Linked DNA regions of Mus musculus: all the other regions are linked to region 1. Evidence: chromatin contacts called from public promoter capture Hi-C data. All regions are on one chromosome and are shown on one strand. The core of a region is the stretch at or near the end of the contact, and the rest is flanking DNA. Distances in the headings are between cores, read along the strand shown. Region 1 holds the start of Xbp1 (X-box binding protein 1). Region 2 holds the start of Dusp18 (dual specificity phosphatase 18). Region 3 holds the start of Mtfp1 (mitochondrial fission process 1). Region 4 holds the start of Tbc1d10a (TBC1 domain family, member 10a). Region 5 holds the start of Tbrg4 (transforming growth factor beta regulated gene 4). Region 6 holds the start of Ccm2 (cerebral cavernous malformation 2).

What was found. Promoter capture Hi-C pulls out the DNA fragments that hold promoters and counts their contacts.
Region 2: a promoter capture Hi-C map of embryonic stem cells shows a contact between it and region 1, with 4 times the contacts expected there. The contact joins the promoter of Dusp18 here to the promoter of Xbp1 in region 1. A contact is called at or near these places in 2 of 39 promoter capture datasets (embryonic stem cells and liver).
Region 3: a promoter capture Hi-C map of liver shows a contact between it and region 1, with 5 times the contacts expected there. The contact joins the promoter of Mtfp1 here to the promoter of Xbp1 in region 1. A contact is called at or near these places in 3 of 39 promoter capture datasets (liver and pre-B cells) and 1 of 115 datasets of contacts at active chromatin or transcription factors (astrocytes).
Region 4: a promoter capture Hi-C map of liver shows a contact between it and region 1, with 5 times the contacts expected there. The contact joins the promoter of Tbc1d10a here to the promoter of Xbp1 in region 1. A contact is called at or near these places in 5 of 39 promoter capture datasets (embryonic stem cells, erythroid cells, liver and 1 more).
Region 5: a contact with region 1 is called in a promoter capture Hi-C map of neutrophils, with 4 times the contacts expected there. The contact joins the promoter of Tbrg4 here to the promoter of Xbp1 in region 1. A contact is called at or near these places in 2 of 39 promoter capture datasets (neutrophils and pre-B cells) and 1 of 115 datasets of contacts at active chromatin or transcription factors (microglia).
Region 6: a promoter capture Hi-C map of pre-B cells shows a contact between it and region 1, with 3 times the contacts expected there. The contact joins the promoter of Ccm2 here to the promoter of Xbp1 in region 1. A contact is called at or near these places in 1 of 39 promoter capture datasets (pre-B cells) and 1 of 115 datasets of contacts at active chromatin or transcription factors (astrocytes).

The regions. Positions count from the first base shown.
Region 1 is chr11:5,519,030-5,522,122 of GRCm38.p6, reverse strand. It overlaps Xbp1 (X-box binding protein 1), which reads right to left and starts at 1,482. Exons shown (of 6, transcript NM_001271730.1): 1 at 923-1,482; 2 at 104-200. The coding sequence starts at 1,128.
Region 2 is chr11:3,893,641-3,896,733 of GRCm38.p6, reverse strand. It overlaps Dusp18 (dual specificity phosphatase 18), which reads right to left and starts at 1,494. Exons shown (of 2, transcript NM_173745.5): 1 at 1,217-1,494. 4921536K21Rik (RIKEN cDNA 4921536K21 gene) reads left to right here and starts at 1,608. Exons shown (of 3, transcript NM_026150.3): 1 at 1,608-1,894. The coding sequence starts at 1,647.
Region 3 is chr11:4,093,999-4,097,091 of GRCm38.p6, reverse strand. It overlaps Mtfp1 (mitochondrial fission process 1), which reads left to right and starts at 1,661. Exons shown (of 4, transcript NM_026443.4): 1 at 1,661-1,876; 2 at 2,576-2,703; 3 at 3,059-3,093. The coding sequence starts at 1,810. It overlaps Gm51935 (a long non-coding RNA gene), which reads right to left. Exons shown (of 3, transcript XR_003949843.1): 3 at 2,350-2,438. Sec14l2 (SEC14-like lipid binding 2) reads left to right here. Exons shown (of 12, transcript NM_144520.2): 12 at 1-53.
Region 4 is chr11:4,185,212-4,188,304 of GRCm38.p6, reverse strand. Tbc1d10a (TBC1 domain family, member 10a) reads right to left here and starts at 1,472. Exons shown (of 9, transcript NM_134023.1): 1 at 1,206-1,472. The coding sequence starts at 1,414.
Region 5 is chr11:6,624,556-6,627,648 of GRCm38.p6, reverse strand. It overlaps Tbrg4 (transforming growth factor beta regulated gene 4), which reads left to right and starts at 1,582. Exons shown (of 12, transcript NM_134011.3): 1 at 1,582-1,684; 2 at 2,436-2,500.
Region 6 is chr11:6,545,246-6,548,338 of GRCm38.p6, reverse strand. It overlaps Ccm2 (cerebral cavernous malformation 2), which reads right to left and starts at 1,452. Exons shown (of 10, transcript NM_146014.3): 1 at 1,310-1,452. The coding sequence starts at 1,339. It also overlaps the pseudogene Gm24000.

The sequences.
Region 1 (3,093 bases), core at 233-2,732:
TTAAACTTTAAATGGCACTTTGGGTTGTATTCTAAAGGGCTGAAGCAGTTTAGGATGGGCCCTGATATGGATGGGATGAAAGCATGGCCTGAAGTCCCTTTACCTCTTCTTCCAAATCCACCACTTGCTGCTCCAGCTCGCTCATCCGGGCTTTCTTTCTATCTCGAGCAGTCTGCGCTGCTACTCTGTTTTTCAGTTTCCTTGGGGAGGAGACAGGGAACATAACTGAGTCATCTCCAGCTTTCATGTGTCTTCATTTGTAGACGTGGCCAGCTGGTGCTTTCGTTGACTTTACAGAATAAGGCTTAGCAAGTAAACACGCTTAAAGCTCCTATCAAAACGCACACGCACACGCATACACACGCTGCTTTCTATCCACAGGCCTTGAAGACTTGCTTGATTCTCTCCCGTGCGGCTGTCCACCCGGATCTCATTTTACCACCGGGCTGATACATTCCCGTTGCGTCATATGCTTCTTCCCTCCTCCCCCGCTACTTTCTGGGTCCAATTCCGTCCCACAGGCTCCTTGCTAGAGCGATATCCGTGAAGGCGGCGGGGACGCTACCAACTGTCCCTCCCCAAGCCAAACTCTCGGGATGCCGGACGCTGTGGACTCGGTTCCCAGGGTGGGGTTCCCAAGTGGCTGCAATGACAGCTGGAGCGGTTCCTACCCTACGACCACAAAGAGCGAGCATTTACAGAGGACTGGGCGTCGGGCACCTTCTTCTGTGCCTGTGTCGGGAGCTCCTGCACACACCCCCGACGCAGACCTTCGGAGGGGCATCCCCCTCAGCTCCGCTTCCCAGGTTAGACACTAGAGGTGAATCTAACCCACCGTACGGAGCCCACCAGCTGGCACACACGAGAGAGTCCCAATCCCAGTCCTGCCGCCCCGCGCCCCAGCCTTGCCCGCCGGGCCCACCTCCGCAGCGCTTTCTCCTCCGGGCTCAGGTGCGTGAGCCGCTGCCGCTTGCGAGCCTGCGGTGTCCCGCTCGCCTCCGACCCTGCTGCCCGCGGACCGGGTACCATGAGCGGCAGCGCCCGGCCGCCGGAGGCGGGCTGGCCAGATAAGAGTAGCACTTTGGGGGCCGCCGTGGCCGCGCTCGGCGCCGCTGCCACCACCACCATAGCCAGGAAACGTCTACGCCAGCGCCGCCACCGCCCCGTGGCCTCCTGCCGCGCCCAGCCTTTCTAGGGTCGTGGCCGTCCGCGATTGGCCGGTGCTCCGTGACGCGCGGGTATATTCATCACTTATTGGTCCTGTAGTCCCGGGGGCGGGCTCAACTCGGGCGGGGTGAGTGTCCAGCGTGGCTGCACAGCTGTTCTCCGCCGTGCAAACTGGGCCTTAGGGTGGATGGACGGTGGCGACCACTGGTTGCTGGAGTCCAAGGATCTTCGGCAGACGTCCCCACCCCGGCTGAGGATTGCCAGGCTGTCCTCTCAGGCCAGATTTCCAGACCGAGTCTCACGGTTTTACCCTAGCCCGACCCCATTTTAATGTCCGGCGCTACGTCCCCCGTCCCGTCCCCCCCCCCCCCCCACTTCCCAGTACAGCAGAAAATTGAACTGGTGGCATATCCGGCTTAGGGTTAGCGGACACACACACACACCTGGGAAATTTTCACAAAATGAGTCTTTAGAAAATGAGATGATTGCAAAACTAAATGTAGCAGGGTAGTACTCACTTGTAATCTCAGCACTTTATTGCCAGTTTGAGAGCAGCCTGGGCTACATAGGGAGGTCTAGCTAGGCCAGCTGGGGCTATAGATCAAACCCTATTTCATATAAATTAATTGATATAAATTAATAACTTTAAAAGAAAACACTAGAGCCTTGGCTAGCATGTAGTAAGGGATTAGTAAATAAAGTCTGCATAGTGAGAATACATGTGGTTTCGTTTTTCTTCTTATTTCTGATCTCTTCTGGTATGAGCTTTTATCACTGTTGTCTTTGTTTTGCTGTGCTGGAGCCAGACCCCAGAACCTAATGCTCTAGCACTCCACTATTCCCCTTTACTGTGGAACTAGAGATACCACTGAGCTATATATACCTCCAGACTTTAGTATTCCTTTCATTAGGGAATGGGAGTGAGGAGGGGGTGGAAATAGGTTTCAGGGGATGGGATGGGGTGGGGGAGAGTGTACTCTTCTATTGCTTTCCGCCTTATAAGAGTCAGTGCACTTGAAGCTTGCCCCTGAGGCTATGCTGGCTGGCCATTACACCTCCATGGTCTGCTTGTCTCTGCTCTCTGCCACTGGGGTTACGATCAGGCTCAGCCTTGCCAACCTTTCACCTGGGTGCTGGGCGTTTTTCACCTACACAGCCACCCCTACATTAGTATTTTTTTTCCTTTTCCTATTTCCAATAATTTATTTTTTATTCACTTTATATCCCAATCATAGCCCCCTCTTCCTAGTCCCACCCTTACAAATCCCCCCCCCCCATTGCTCCCTCCCCTTCTCCTTAGAGAATACCTCTTTGATACCACCCTACCCTGGGACATCTAGTCTCAGCAGGACTAGGTACAACATCTCCCATTGAGGCCCAACCAGGCAGTCCAGGGAGGCGGAGGGGATCCAATGGCAGGGAACAGAGACCAAGATAGCTCCACTCCACTTGTTAGGGGACCCACATACAGACCAGGCTGCACGTTTGCTACAGATGGGGGTGGGGGGGATAAGTTCAGCTCCTGTAGGTTTCCTTGTCAGTGGCCCAGGCTCTGTGAGCCCCCATGGTCCCAGGTTAGTTGACTCTGTATGTCTCCTTGGGGCATCCTTGACCCCCTTCCACTGCTCAGTTCTATTCCCATCTCTTCCACAAGACTCCCAGCTCAACTCAATGCTTAGCTGTGGGTCTCTGCATCTGTCTCCATCTGCTACTGGATGAAGCCTCTCGGAAGACAGTTATGCTAGGCTCCTGACTGCAAGCTTAGCAGAGCATCATTAGTAGTGTCAGGGATCCGCTCTCTCACATGGGATGGATCTCAAGTTGGGCCGGGCATTGGTTGGCTATATTGGTCTGCTCCATCTTTATCCCTGCACTTCTTATAGGCAAGGCGATTGATGTCCCCTTCTCTCCTCTAGAAGTCTTGCC
Region 2 (3,093 bases), core at 245-2,744, 1.6 Mb after region 1:
TTCAGGAGAAAGAGGGTGGTTAGGAGCTGAGGGAGTAGAAGCCACTGAAAGAACATTAGGGTGGATATGTTCCGATTACGTTAAGTAGAACTGGACCCAAAGGTTAAAGGTGACAAGAGGGAAAGTGATATGCCAAGTCTTTCCATCTTCTCATAACCAGCCAGCAAGTCTAGCTGTTTTCAGCACACATGACTGGTGTCATCTACATACAGCACAGCTAGTGGAAACTCATGTTCTCTGCTCAGCTGTGTGACTTCCAACATTAATGACCTCAAAGTCAACTGAGAGCAAGTAGAAAAGAGCCTTGGTGATGGTCACCTGGAACTGCAGCATTCAGGAGGTAGAAGAGAAAGGTGGGGCCCTTGCTTTATGGGTCCTGCCCCCCAACAAAGAGCTGAGGAAACAAACTACAGGGTTTTTTGTTTGTTTGTTTTGATTTAATTTTTTCCTTGTCACAGAAACAAAGCTGTTTTCTTAAAATTAACCTTTGAGAAATCAGGATTTCCCAGGCAGGCCAGTTTCAGCTAGCATAAGGTCATGGCCTAACTTATCCTCTCAGAATGAAAAGTCATTCAGGTAACCTCAGGCCAATCAGTTATTTTTCCACTGTTCTGTCTCCCTGTTCCTGCCTTCCAAGGAATGTGACTTCCAAGTGACATTTGGTTTTGTTTCTGCTCTCTTCAGTCCCTTCAGAGGTAAAGTTAAAATGCAAAGCTTGTGGGAATGACAAATAAAGGCATTTGTTATAGAGTTGCAAAGATAGTAAGAAGCGATCACAGACAGTAGGACATGGTAGAGCAGACCTGGAAGCTGAAGCAAGATGTGGTGTTCCTGACCAGACTACTGGAACTCTTTCAAGAGTTTCAAGAGGGGGAGGGGGAGGGGGGGGGAGAGGGGAGGAGAGGAAACAGAAACGTCATCTCCATTTTTTACATTTTACAACCAACCAGGCTTTTGGCATCTAGTTAATTTGTAGCCGTGAAACCTGAGACTCGAGGAAAACCAGTTTTGTTCATCATTAGACAGCAAGTTCTGAAGGCTGATATTTCTGGTGGATTACACTTTCTGGAGAAAGTTGGCAAATATAGGTGGGGCGCTGGTTAAATTCTGGGTTATAAACGTGGAACAGAGTCCACAAGTAGATGAGTGGAAGGTGCCACAACAAGCCTAGGAAGCTTGGCCTCTCTACGTGGTGACAAGACTCAAACAATCTTACCTCCTTCCCTCAGTGCCCCCGAAATCTTTCAGGGCAGAGCCGCGGACGACCCTCTCCAAGAAAGAGAGGGCCCTTCATGATTCCGGACCTTGGTAGCAACGGCTTCTCCTCGCGGAACAATGGGCAGTTCGGGGCTTAGGGGGACCCCGCGACTGATTCTGTACCTCGAAGGACTACGCAGTTCCCAGGCGTTTGGGAAAAGCTGGGTGGGCTGCCTGTCTTCACAGAAATGCGCCAAGTAGCCAGAAGGACCATTGCTACACCCACCGCCTGCACGCCCCGCCCACTCACCCTTCGTCTCCTAGGCAACACGCCCAACAGAGCCTCACAAAGAACGCCTAAAGACTGTCACGCGGTCTGCTTGCCGGTTGTCTCCCAGGCAACGCACTCCAGTGTAGATAGTTGCTCTGCGACCGCGTGTCTTTCCACCATGGTTTTAGGTCTTGCTAGCTTTCCTGAGTCGCTCTCTAGCCAGTCAGAGACCGCTACACAGCCCAGAAGGCCTTCAGTCAAATGGGACTTGGGCTCGGATTACAGGAAAGGTACCGAAGAGACTACCGCTTCTGGTTCGAACTTCCGGCGCGAGAGACTGGACAGCCAGCCGGATCTTGGCCTCCACGTCCAACCACAGATCTACTTCCTGCGGCCGCGGTCCCCACTCCCCAAGTTGTTATTCAGGTGTGGCTCGGGTATACAAAGCAGTTGTCAGACCCGGGACCCCGTAAGGGAATCCGACTCACTTTGTTCCAGCCGTGTCCCCCCCCCAACCTCCGCCCTTAGATGTTCCTCTGATCGCAGCAATGTCTCCGATCGCAGGATTTTTCAGACTCAGGCCAACCCGTAGGACCTTCAGAAGCCCGTTTTCTGGGCCGAAGGCACTGTCCCGTTTCTAGCCTTCCGAATGAATCCTGACCCTGGCGTAGTGTAGGCTTGACGTCTGCAATTGGTCTCAGGCTCCAATCGACTTGGCAACTCCAGGCCTTCCCATTCTCCAGCGTCCTTGAAAAGCCTTCAGTTCCCCAATGTTTGACTCCAATCCTGTCCCCCTTCTTCAACCGGCATCAGCCAAGGATGTAACAAGTCCTACAGAGGATTTATTATGGAAACACAATTTGTTTCAAAAATGACCAGTATTTATTACTTGATAAATTTGGTGCATCACTAAGTAAAGAGGGTCTTTAAATATTTAGTCTCTTTTTGGTTGAAAATAGGACTTAGACTTGTGTGTAAATTCCTGACCGTTGACTCTGTCTTCCCATCCGCACCTGGGTATGTTGAGTCATCCTGCATAAAAACCAGAAAAGTGGAACTGGGTAGCTTTCAATGTTCGTTCCTTTGTATTAGCAAGCACAGCCTGACCACAGTTGTTCCTAACTCATAGGAAAATGAACTGGAGAACGTTATTAGAATCCCCCTAAAGGTGCTTTGTTTTCTTCTTAACTGAACGTGGTTGCACACGATTGTAATCAAGCACTCAGGTGCTGGAGGCAGGAGGATTGGAAATTCAAGGTCACTCTCAGTTCAAGAGGGAGTTCTAGGCCAGCCTGGATACACGAGACCTTGTCACAAAATATACATCTTTTTGTTTGTTGGGTTTGGTGGTGGTGGTGTTTTCTGTTTTTTTGTTTTTGTTTTGTTTTTGTTTTGTCTGACTATGAATGTATTTTATGATGATCTTATTCTGATGTGCTAACCAATAGAGACTGAGTTTAGTATAAGTTGTTATTTGTATTCCTTCTGTTCCTGTGTGTATCAGACAGCCATTTCTGTTTCAGTCAATTCATGTGTGGTTCTTCCCTTTTTGCTATTGTTTGTTTGGGAATCTGTATTCAGAAATACTTCACCAGCACGTATGTCATTTCCCTGGTTTCCTTTAG
Region 3 (3,093 bases), core at 412-2,911, 1.4 Mb after region 1:
AATGCTGTTAGGTACATTAACCAATGAATAAAGTGATCAATTTTCAAAGCAAAGAGCAGAATTCATTGCCCATCGCCGGCTTCCTAGCGGTCTCTTACATTAGACCCCAAATTTTCAGATGCCAAGTAGCAGGCTAAAATTACACACACACACACACATGTTCTGTTCCTTTCCCCTCTACTCTCACGACACTCGGACACAGGCACGCACAGAGAGACAGTAACGTCCCTTTCCTCTCCTCTCGCGACAACGTTCTCCGAAGTCCTAACAAGTTGCCTTCCGATTGGTTCAGCCGGTGAGCGTCGTCCGCCATCTTTGTTCAAGGCATTCGGATGCTCCCGAGAGCCTTCACGGTGAGGGCGGAGGCCCCGCCCCATTCGGTGGTTCCAGACGGGTTGGGCGGTTCTCCCGCGGTGACCGGCGCAGCGGGTACTAAATGGGAGGGAGGCCGAGGGTTAGCGTCACGTGGCTTTAGGGACCGTCTCCTAATTCCGCTCCAGCACTCTACCTTCCCACCCGCGCCGGGCTCAGTCCCCGGTGACCCACAAGTTTCAAGAAGACACGGGCTGAAAACACTGGCTTCCGAAGGGAGTCGGTATACACCTTTCGGATCTAAAAAAGCTAAAAGAACTGTGCAAAGCTAGATAAGACCCTGTTCTTACCTAGCTGGATATTTTTTGTACTGTGTAGCCTCCAACCAGGCCTGAAACTCCCTGTGTAGACAGGGCTGGTCTCGAACGCACATAATACTACCTGTTTCTGCCTCCTACATTCTGAGATGAAAGCATGCAACACCATGCCTGGCTTATAAGAGATTTAAGGCCATATTTATTTGAATTTATCTGTGTGTCTCATGTGTGAATGTATAGGTGTGTGTGTTTGGGGGAGGTGGGTGCTGCCTGTGGAAACCAGAAGTGTCAGATTCCCCCGAGATGGAGTTACAGATGGCTGTGAGACACCCGTGTAGATGCTGGGACTGGAACTCCGGCCCTCTGGAAGAGCTGTAAGCGCTCTTAACCACTGAGCCATCTCTCCATTCTCACCCATTTTGCTTTACAGACGTGGTCGTTGGGACCGGGGTGGGGAGTGGGGGGAGGGGCGGTGTGTGTGTGTGTGTGTGTGTAAGTGGCTTACATCTACTAGGCGGCCCAAGTAGGATTTGTCTCTAGGGGCCATAGCATTGCCCCTCTGAAATCCCAGAGGATTCAGAGTGCTTTTGCCCCTTGTAATAACTCCCTAGCTCCCTTTTCCATTTTAACAGTTGCATGAGTCAGGAGAGTGGCTGTCCTCTTTGTGTCTCTATTTCCCTACTGTAAAGTAGGACCCTACGCTAGTGCCAGAGCTTAAGGAAGCAAACTTGAGTCTACTGGACACATGATGACTGTTATAATTAATTAGTCCTTGCGACTGTCTAAGGCAGTGAATGTTGGCACGCCTCCCATTTACACACGAACCGCGGCTCAGAGAAATACACCTTTCCTAGAAGCCGCACACCTAAGAAGATTCCATTCTCCGATTGGAACTCTGACCTATTTAACTCCAAAAACTAGTCATGTCTGGGAGAGTTTTGCATTAACTGCTCAGAGAAAACAAGACCATCTGTCTGCAAAACCCAAGCCTAGGAGAGGGGCTTGGATGTTGTATAAGGCAATTTTCAGACACTCCCTGCAGTGGCGTTAGCGATAGCGGGACCCGTCCTTCAGCCTCGGACTACTGGCGGGTTCTTGCCTGGTGTTAGCCAAGTGCTAGTGGAGACACAGTTGTGGTGAGACTCTAATCTGCAGCGACTCCAACCTTGCCGGGGAAGTCATGTCGGAGCAGCAGCGGCAGGGCGCCGAGCGCGACCTCTACCGGGACACGTGGGTGCGCTACCTGGGTGAGCGTGGGAGTGACAGACGCAGCGACCCCACCACTCCGGAGGGGCTGGGGGCGGGGGGGGGGGGGAAGCAATGGACCGGGTTGCCGATCTGGAGTCTGAAAAGGGGCTTAGTTCTTATTCGGCTTGGCCTGGAGACAGGGCTCAGGAGAAGGCTAGGGACTTGTCCAAGGTCACACAACCCTGTTGGTTCAGATCTGTCCACGGGGCTCTTCTGGAGGCACAAACCGAGTGTGTGGGTTGCCCTCTGCCATGACCGTGCACTAGCCATGGCGTCAGAGGATCTGGACTCCTAGCAAGTCTGCCTTTCCCAGGCTCTTCCTAAGCTTCAGTTTTCTCTTCTGTAAAAAGGGCTGAATGCGAGGCACTCCTGTCGGGTGCTGACTGTAAGAGCGGGCTGAGGTAAGGCCTTAAAAGACCTGGCACTTGATACTGGTCAGTGGAGCCCACCCTCAGTGATTCGGTGGCCTCCGGTCGCCTCCCTGGTGCAGATCCCCAGAACCACGGCTGGGGACTTTGATCAGTGAGCCATGAACTTCATTGTCGGTGTCAGTCCGCGGGCCTAGAAACCAAAAGGTAAAGTTACTTGACTGAGGTCACCTGCCGCACTGTAGTTTAAGAGGTTAGGGTTAGAAGCAGCTTTCTGTGTAGCGCCCCCTTGTGGAAAGGGCCAGAGAGTTAAATGCCTTTTCCCTCCAGGCTACGCCAATGAGGTGGGGGAGGCTTTCCGCTCGCTGGTTCCTGCAGCTGTGGTGTGGTTGAGCTATGGTGTGTCCAGCTCCTATGTCCTGGCCGATGCCATAGACAAAGGCAAGAAGGCAGGAGAGGTGAGTGTTAATTAACCCTTTCCAACCCATCCTAGTGTGGGTGGTATGCAGTCTTGCAGTGGGGACAGCCCTATCCCCGTTAGCGTCTCATAGTGCAGTCCATAAGCTAATCTTGTTTGTAGGATTGTTCATCCCCACCCGACCAAACCATTTGGGTAGGAGGTGACAGTTGGTACCTCTCCTGGATGTGGGCAAATCACCCCCAACCCTGAATGTAGTACAGCCCAGTCCTCCACCCAGCTGCCTTCTACCCTACTACCTCCGCATGTTCTTCCTCCTTGGTCCACCGGCATGCTTCTGTCTATAGGTTTCCTACCTCTGCCCCAGCTGGGCTAAATGTCTTTGTACCTTTCAGGTGCCAAGCCCTGAAGCAGGCCGCAACACCAGAAT
Region 4 (3,093 bases), core at 223-2,722, 1.3 Mb after region 1:
ACTCTTGGGGAGGGAGGGTGATATGGTGGAAGTGACATTTATATGGGACAGCTTCATGGAGTGGGTTCTTAAGATAATCAAGCACTTCTGTAAGTCCCAAGAACAGCTGGGGACATCCTGGGCAGTCACAATCAGTCAGAGGAGAGGGAGAATATATACTGGCGTAGGGCTTCCATGGTGCCTGTGAGGCTCTATAAACTGGGAGGTACACTATGACAGGGAGGCTTGTCAGTTCTGGGTATGGCGCTAGTCTCCTATCACAAGACAAGTGGAATGAAAGCAGGATCTAGAGGCCATCTTCCTGAAGAGACCACCAGATCGCATCCGCAGTCTCTGGGAGGGCGGGCTTCTAGGGGTTCTGCTGTGTACAAATCTGTAGCCCAACATGCTCAGCTTGGAGGGAAGGTGTTACTCCTGCCTCAGCTTTCTCTAATGGAAAGCTGGGTACCTGGTAGCTCAAGGGTGGGGTGCTGTCTCCCTCCTTCTCCAGTCCTAGATCTGGATTTGGGAAGGAAGGACATAAACACGGCAGCCTGGGAGTCTACTGGCTGGCTCCCCTGTGATGAAGCTGACAGGGGAGTCCTAGAGTTGAGGTGCCCTATAACTACTGGGAAGGAGTGTCGGCCCACCTGTTGCCTGTGACAATGGACAAAGCTGCCTTTTGGCAGAGGGTGTGTAATGAGGAGAGACCTTTCCATGATGAAAAGAAACTGGGAGTCAAGATGGGACCCTCTGGGAGGGGGCTGGCCAGTGTCAATCCTTCTGAGATATGTGTCTGGAGGTAAGGGTTAGCGCGACCTGGAATAGCTCGGAGTCCTGAAGTCTTAAGATTTCCTGGGGTGCCGATACTGAGGTGGCGAGACAAGGATTCTGTGGGGTAGGGGGAGATGGAGAATAGCTGTGGGCAAAGTATGGGGCAGCCATCTGTGCGCGTGTCAGGGGGTGGCAAAGCTTTAAGGCCAGAGTAACCTGCGAGATTATGAGCTGGAGATGGGAAACCCCCATCGGGGATACTCTCCTTGGAGGGTATGGATCAGTCGGTTTGGGGAAGACCAGGAGGAAGGGAATGGCCTTTCTGTTCGTAGGTAGAAAGTAGGCTGCCGCTTGCGGCGTATCTGTGGGGTTGGGACAGTGGAGACACGTTGGTGGGTCAGGCCCACGCCTGTGCTGGTCCCGCGCCCGGCCCAGACCCCAGAGCTACTCACGCGCCCTCGGCGCCCTGCGAACCCACGATGAATCCGAACTTGTCGATGCGGCGCTCGGCGAAGCCGTTGGCCTCCGAGTCGGAGCCGAGCGAGCTCAGCTCGTCGGCGGTGGCGGCGTCGGGGCCCTGGGCCAGGCTTTCCCGGGTCCCAGACAGGCTCCCGCCTGCTGCGGGCTCGCGCGGCCCATTCTCTCTGCTGCTTTTCGCCATATCGGCCGCGCCCGCCACCAGAGCGCCAGCGGCCACCTCAGCCGCCTGAGCCGCCCGGCCTCCGCCGACGCTGCCGACGCCCCTCCCACGCACTGTGCCCATTGGCTGCCACAAAGCTGGGGGCGGATACCCAGGGAGCTCCCACCACGCGCCCAATGGGTGCCGAGGGTCCCGAGCCTCGCCCCTCCTCCAGCCTGGCGCCAAGTGGACCGACGTGAGGGGGCGGGACAACCGTCACCAAGGGCCCGCCTTCCCTGGCTGCCAATCACAAAAACTCACCTGGACTAGCTCGTCTGGCTTTTCCGGGTTGGCCCGGAGCTGGTGTGTCACCTGCTGCTGCTCTCTGGCAGAAGGTCTAGGGCTTCCCTAGAGGTCCTAAGGTCTCTGCCTCCATGGGAAACAGGGTCGTGGGTAGCGCTACTTCGCCAGGTCATTTTCAAGAACAGTGATGAGACGCAAGTGGGCTTAGGGATCTGAACCACCTGGCTGTTCTGCTTAGGGGGATGCAAATTAGCTCGTGGGAGACCCTATAAGAATAATACAGAACAGCCGGGCAAGATGGCTCACGCCTTTAATTTAATCTCAGCACTTGGGAGGCAGAGGCAGGCGAATTTCTGAGTTCGAGGCCAGCCTGGTCTGCAGAGTTAGTTCCAGGACAGCCAGGGCTACACAGAGAAACACTGTCTCGAAAAACCAAAACCCAAAACCAAATTATATATATATATATATATATATATATATATATATACACATACACACACACACACACACACACACACACACACATATATATATATCAGACCTAAGCTCTACCTTTTTCTTCCCAACACCTTTCTGGTGAGGGTTGATTTGTATTGTTTTTCTTTGAGATAGGGTCTCCAAAGTGGCTTTGACTTTACTATGTAGTCTAGGGCCCTCCCTGTCTCCCAAGTGCTGGGATTACAGATGTGGGCTATCCTGCCTGACTCCCCAATAGTTTTATTGAAATATGGTTAGCATACCACCACTTCCATCTATTTAAGGTATATACATACTTCCTATATTTAAATTCCATCACCCCACCGACACACCTACACATGCACAAATACATAAAAATTAAAGATAAATTAGGCATGATAACAGATGCCTGTACTCTGTAGGCTAAAACAGTTTACAAGTTCCGGACAGACTGACTGGGCTACAAATAAAAATCCTATCTCAAAAAAAAAAAAAAAAAAAAAAGTACAAAGCTGGGCGTGGTGGTTTTTATCCCAGCACTCGGGAGGCAGAGGCAGGCAGATTTCTGAGTTTGAGGCCAGCCTGGTCTACAAAGTGAGTTCCAGGGCAGCCAGGACTACACAGAGAAACCCTGTCTCGAAAAAAAAAAAAAAAAAAAAAGGTACAGTCCCATGGTTCTTTAGCATCCGTACAGAGTTGTGCAAACATTGCATCCTCCTCCTAGGAAATTCTACCGAAGAAAAATGAAAATAATGCTACCTGGTCAAATAGAGAGAAAAAGAAAAGAAAAAGAAAAAATATTCAAATGACTTTCACCAATTAAGAGTGTATAAATGTGGTATGTCCATACAATGGACATAATTCAGCCATGAAAAGAATAAAGCACTAATAAGTATGCAATGTAGATATATCTTGAAAGCAAAAAAGAAAGGGTAAGCAAGACAAGACCCTGTCTTAAACAA
Region 5 (3,093 bases), core at 333-2,832, 1.1 Mb before region 1:
AACAGAGGCAGTAGGCCTCCAAGACAACAGTCCCAGCACTAAGAATTTTATACATTCTCAGCTGGCTGTGGTGGTATGTCCACCACTGCAACCCTTCATTTCCTTTCTGGTCCATTTTATCTTTGTTTTGTTTGTTTGTTTTTCCTTTTTGTCATTTTTGCTTTTGGTTTCCTACTAAGAAACTACTGTTTAATCCAAGATAGTAAAAATGTGTTTCCCCTTAGGAGTTTTATATCTATATTATCTCTGACCTTTTTGAGCTAAATTTTGAATTCAGCATGAGACTCTTAAACAAGAACCACCAAGGTAAAGCTAGTGTGGCAATATAATGCTAGCTACTGTAAGGCTAAAGCAAGAGAAGCTTCCCTGGATAATTCAGCAATCTTTTATTAACAAGAACCAGCGTTTACGCTTGATTTTAGCCACAAAGGAGAGAAGTAATACACTCTTACAAACATAAAGATTTTTCAAGGAAAATTTTAAGTTAAATTTTCCTTTCTACAAAATTAGGGCCAGCAGGATAACTTAGTGGGGACCTGGGGGTGGGGGTGGGGCATGTCTTTTGTCCTGCACTCCAGAGGCAGAAGGAGGGGGATCTCTGTGAGTTCAAGACCAGCCTGGTCTACACAGCGAGTTCCAAAACAGCCAAGGCTACAAGGAGAAACGCTGTCTAGGAAAACAGACAGTTAGTTTAGGGGCCACTTGACTGTGAGTTCAATTCCCAGATCCCACATGATTGGAAGAAACAAATTTCCCCAAGTTTTCCTGTGATCTCTTCATGCACACATACACCTTTGTCCCAGAGATGCCGTCTGTGGTTTCCTAGCACTGGGATTACTGGGAAAACTCACCTCCCAACCATCCTACCCAGCATTTTGTACTATCTCCTCAGTCCTGCCGTGCGCTAAGGCAGGGCCTTCTCCAGGTCGTCCCGGCTGTCCTAAACTTGGTATGTAGACCAAGCTAGCCACGACCTCAAAGATCCTTTTTCCTGTCTCCTGGCTGGGGTTTTAAGGTGTGTGCCACCACGCCCGGCTATTCTGCTTCTTGATGCAGGGCCTCCACAGTAGTACAGGCTAGCCCTCGGCCTCCTGCCTCCATTACTGAGATTACAGCAATTTATCGGTGTGCCGTTGTATACGGTATGTCCTTTACTTGTTTAATCTAGACAAACTGCTTGCATTTCCGAAAAGACCTTCAGCTGGAGCTACAACTCGCTTCTCTGTAATTACCCGACACCTGGCAATGCCTTCCCGCCCCGAACCCCAAAGTCAACACGGCGGTCCCAACTCACGCCTCTCCTACAGGACCTGTGAAAGGCCCAAGGGAGTGGGGCAGAACGGGCTGACATCAGAGTCGCTACCCAAACTCCGCACAAGTAGGAGACTCTGGCCCGACGTGCCCTGCCGTGTAGAATTCACCCTCTCCTTCCCGTCTACGTTTCCCACGACCAGGATCTCACTACACTTCCCAGTACCGGAAGCCTGAGCGCAACAAAGATGGCGACTGCGGAAGGGGCGGAGGGCGTGGCCTCCGTCCGGGAGCACTGGGCCACCTAGCTTCCGGCGGCGCGCCAGTGACGTCAGTGAGCGCGCCAGGCCGCGTGGAGGCCGTAGGCTGATGGAGGTCAGTGAGGGTGATCGCCGCCGCAGTCTGGCGTCCTGGAGAGACCGGGTTTCTGAACGTGGGTATCCGAGACGGGAAGCGTGGCTGGGAAGGGCAGCAGTTAGTAAGGACCGGCGGGGCTGTTGTGGGGGGAGCCAGGAAAGGGACTCTCGACACCGTGCCCCAAGGGCGCTGTTCGGTTGCAAATTCGGTTCCGGGCTGCGATTGCGCACGCGCTCCTCGGCCCGCGGTAGACACGAGGCCTATCCCGGGAAGCTCCGCTGCCCGCAGTGACCCTTGGCGTCCCCTGCCAGTCACTTTTCGTGTTTCTGCATTTTAGGTTTCAGGGTCGATATTTACTTAGTCGCAGGTCTTGAAAATCGGTAGTTTGCCAGTGCTTTTTTTTTTTTTTTTTTTTTTTTTTTTTGGTTTTTTGAGACAGGGTTTCTCTGTGTAGCCCTGGCTGTCCTGGAACTCACTCTGTAGACCAGGCTGGCCTCGAACTCAGAAATCCACCTGCCTCTGCCTCCAAAGTGCTGGGATTAAAGGCGTGCACCACCACGCCCGGCTCTCCAGCGCTTCTTTACTGTCTGGGTTCAGTAAGTGATGGATATTGGGTTTGGGCAGATGTCCCCCTTCTGAACCATATTTTATTTCCGTGTAAGTATAATTAAGCTAATCTTTTTACAGCTGCAGTAATGTGTTCACATAACAGTAAAATTAAGCTAGCTATATACCCGAATCCCGGAAGCAGAAAAAATTGAGGTGTTTTCTCCTTTAGTTGAAGCAAAGTCCAGTAACTTGTCTCATTTGGTTCTATCTCACCTTAGGGAACAAGACTGGCAGACTTGCCGAAAGAAACGTCATGTGGTTATGTAGCGTGTTCTCGAAAAAGGTAACATTTTGCAGGACTTAGAAAAAGGCAATGCCGTGCCCTGTGATTGGCAGAGAACGCAGTAGCCAGTTTTGCATTGTGAGATAAAAGTGTGAAGTGTAGTTGGAACAGAGCCTGTATTGTAGGGGTTGGATTAAGATTGGCAAGGTGGTGACTCTGGGTGGTGTTAGGGCTTGTTTGCGGTGATCGATTCAATTTGTGAGTTTTGCTTTAAGGGTTCTGGGGTGTGACTCAGTTGGAACTGCTTGTCTAGCTCACATAAAGGCCTAGATTTGATCTTCGGCACTGAATAAACCAGGAGTGATTGGCTATCTTTAATGTTAGCACTTGGGAGGTGGCCGCAAGAGGAATAGAGAAGTTCAAGGTCATCCTTAGCTATGTAAAGTAATTGTAGTCTTGTTTCTTTCTATGTATATAAGTGAACACGGGGACACATGCAGGCACACAGCCCGGGAGAGAGTCAGGTCCCTGGAGCTGGAGTTACAGGCAGTTGTGAGTCCCTCAATGAGGATGCTAGGGACTGAATTTTGGTTATCTGGAAGAATCGTTCGACTTAGAATATTTAAGCCAATAATTTTTTGATCCTGGATTCC
Region 6 (3,093 bases), core at 203-2,702, 1.0 Mb before region 1:
GCTACTGATCCAAAAGCTCAGGGGGAAGTCTTAATGCCTCTCTCTGCTCCTCAGCCTTCTACCCAAACTGGTATGATATACAAGACAACATAAACCGCCAGGCAATTTGTCCCAAACAAGAACGTGGGCCAGGTGTCTTACAGGGCACTTAGAGTGTGAGACAAATACAATGTCTCCAGGGATGTAGGCTACTGGCATTGCAAAGACCAGCTGGCACGGTTCAGCATCAGCCACACTTGGGCCAAGTCCTTCCTCAACAGCACCCTCTTTTCTAGCTAAGTCCTTTTACAATGCTCAAACCCCTTCTATACTTGTAGGCTGAATTGCTTTGTTGGGCCCATTTCCCAGCTTTAAACCATCTTTGGAGGTAACAAGTTGACAGGACATCTAAATAACAAGTGCAACTTTCTGTCTTCAAACAAAAGAAAGTGGGGGCAGCGCTGCTGGCCTGGATTCCCTGAAGGCCACCTGGCCACTCTATTTCAAGTAAGACTTTCTGAAAAATGGGACACCTCCTAAAACAAGGTGGTGAGTGGTGTGGCCAATTAAAGGCTACAAGGAGGCCGGGTGGTGCTGAGCTAGGACATCAAAGTCTGTTTTAAACTTGTCCACAACGTGCACACATTTATCAAATGAAAATGACAGGCAAACATGAAGATTGCAAAGCATTTATTTGAAAGGGATACATTTTATCAAAGCCCACTTTTCGCTTTAAAGGCAGTTTAAGCGGTTCATTCCCACATGGTCTTCCCAGGCTTCTTAAAATGTTCTTTATCAACTACTCAAGCCTGTAATTAAAGCCACATTTTTAAACTACAGAAACGAAGGAGCCTCTTGAACCATGTCCTAAATCTTACTGCCAAACATAACGTCACTAAAATCACTCAGTGGTATTAAATAGGAGCGACAGTCGACGAGAGAACCCGCCGAAAAGCTAAGTCCATCTTTGCTTTTACTGGACATCCAAAAACAAAGCCAAGTGGGCAGCAAAAGCCTCGCCGGTCACGGCACAGCCCAGTGGCCCAAGTTCCAGCCCAGGCCACCTTCTGGCCCCTCACTGGGCCCACTTCCTTTGTGGCCCCAGGCCGGCGCGCGGGGAAGGCGGGCCCCCTGACAGGCCGTCTGGAGCAGGCCGGGGGCGAGCGGCAAAGGGGACGCCCCCACCGGAAAGGCGCGGCACTTCCTCCGGGAGCCGCAGGCCCACCTGACCGCTGTCCCTGCCCGCTCAGCCGCCCGCCCGCCCGCCCACCCCGAGGGACCCCCACCCCACGCCCCGGCCCGGCGGCAGGACGCGCCGGTGAGCGCTCACCTTCTTGCCCTTCTTGCCCTCCTCCTCCATGTCGCCGCGTGCGGCCCCCGCGGCCCGCCCCGGGAGCCCCACTGCCAGCGGCCGCTACATGCTCGCTCTGGGCCCGCCACCCCCGCGCTCACCGCGCCGCCGGCCCGCCCGCAGTCTCCGCCCCGGCCGCGCCCCACCCGCACTTCCGGACCTAGGGAGCCCGCCCACTCCGGAGACCCCGCCCCCTCACGCCCCGCCCACTGCCTCGGCGCTCCCGCACTTCCGCCTAGAGGCACTCGCTGGGCCCAAGGAGGGCGATACCAAGAAGGGCGATTCCCTGTTTTTCCCAAAGCCCCTGAAGAGACCCAGGGTCACCCCGGGCCCCTCCATGCCTCCTCAGGGCGGGAGGAGCACACCTGCCTACCCCAGTCCTTCCCATCCCCTCTGGAAAGGCGCCCCAGTACCCCCCCCCCCATCCCTAGCTCTCCCGAACCCTTCAGGGCCGCGCGGGAGTGGCTCCAACTTTTCAATTCTGCCGCCATCTTTAGGGTGGCCGACTTCCCAGCCTGCCTCGCGATTAGGGAGGCGGGCCACATGCCCCTGGGAAGGGACAGAGTCAGTCTCCAATCCGGGTTCTGGGCGCGCTGCCACTTGGCATCCCTCTCTTTTTACTCTGAGCCACAAGGAAACCCTTTTCTAGTAACTTTCTATTCTGGCTGGGCGTGGCGGCGCACTCCTGTGTAATCATAGCACCTGGCTGCTAGAGACAGGAAAATGAGTTCAGGATCAACCGTTGGACCAGAGTCTCATAAAAGAATCCAAAAATGTACAATAGCTGCCAACAGCAACCTTCTAGGTAGTGTATGCAACCTGTTGTCTGTATGGGTTGTCCTAAAACATCTTGAAGATAGTATTCTGGCTGGGCAGTGGTGGCGCATGCCTTTAATCCCAGCATTTGGCAGGCGGATTTCTGAGTTTGAGGCCAGCCTGGTCTACAGAGTGAGTTCCAGGACTATACAAAGAAAACCTGTCTCGAAAAAAAAAAAAAAAAAAAAAAAAAAAAAGCATTCTGATGGATATTCACATTCCTGAGTTTATGGTGTTTCTAATCTAGGCTTCAGCCACCCACACACAAATGCAAAGGTGCTTTTGGGAAGCTGGAAGGTATAAGGAAATCAGGGTTCACAATGGCCAGGTCATCATATCCATGCTCTAAGGCTCAAGTTCAACTTCCTTCGCCTCCAGATCTACACCTCTAAGAAGAAATGTTTAATGAAAATAAAATTTAAAACATGATAGCTGAGAGGCAGTTCACAGGGTATGGCTGTGGGTTCCCTGGAAAGTTATGGACCCTATGGTCCACCCAAGCCTCTATGTTCACTAATCTCACACCCAAGCCAAAACTATGTGTAATGTGTGTGTGTAAAATTTTAAAGCTTTATTCTCTCCTACCCTTGGTACATCAGGAAGGTAAAAATTACAAGAGCACGGGCATTCGGGCCCTGCCAGAGTAAAGTTATAGATTTTTTAAAATTATTTTTATTTTATTTTCATTTGTGTTTTGCCTGCATATGCATCTATGTGAAGGTGTCAGAACTCCTGGAGCTGGAGTTACAGATGGTGGTAAGCTGCCATGTGGGTGATGGAAATCGAACCCAGGTCCTTTTGAAGAACAGCCAGCACTCTTAACCACTGAGCCATCTCTCCAGCACCTACATAGTTAACAGACATCATATATAGTTACCACATTCACAGAACAATTTCAGAGGATCAGGTGATTTTTCAAAAGCAAGTTGGCACCCCAACAGGTCTTT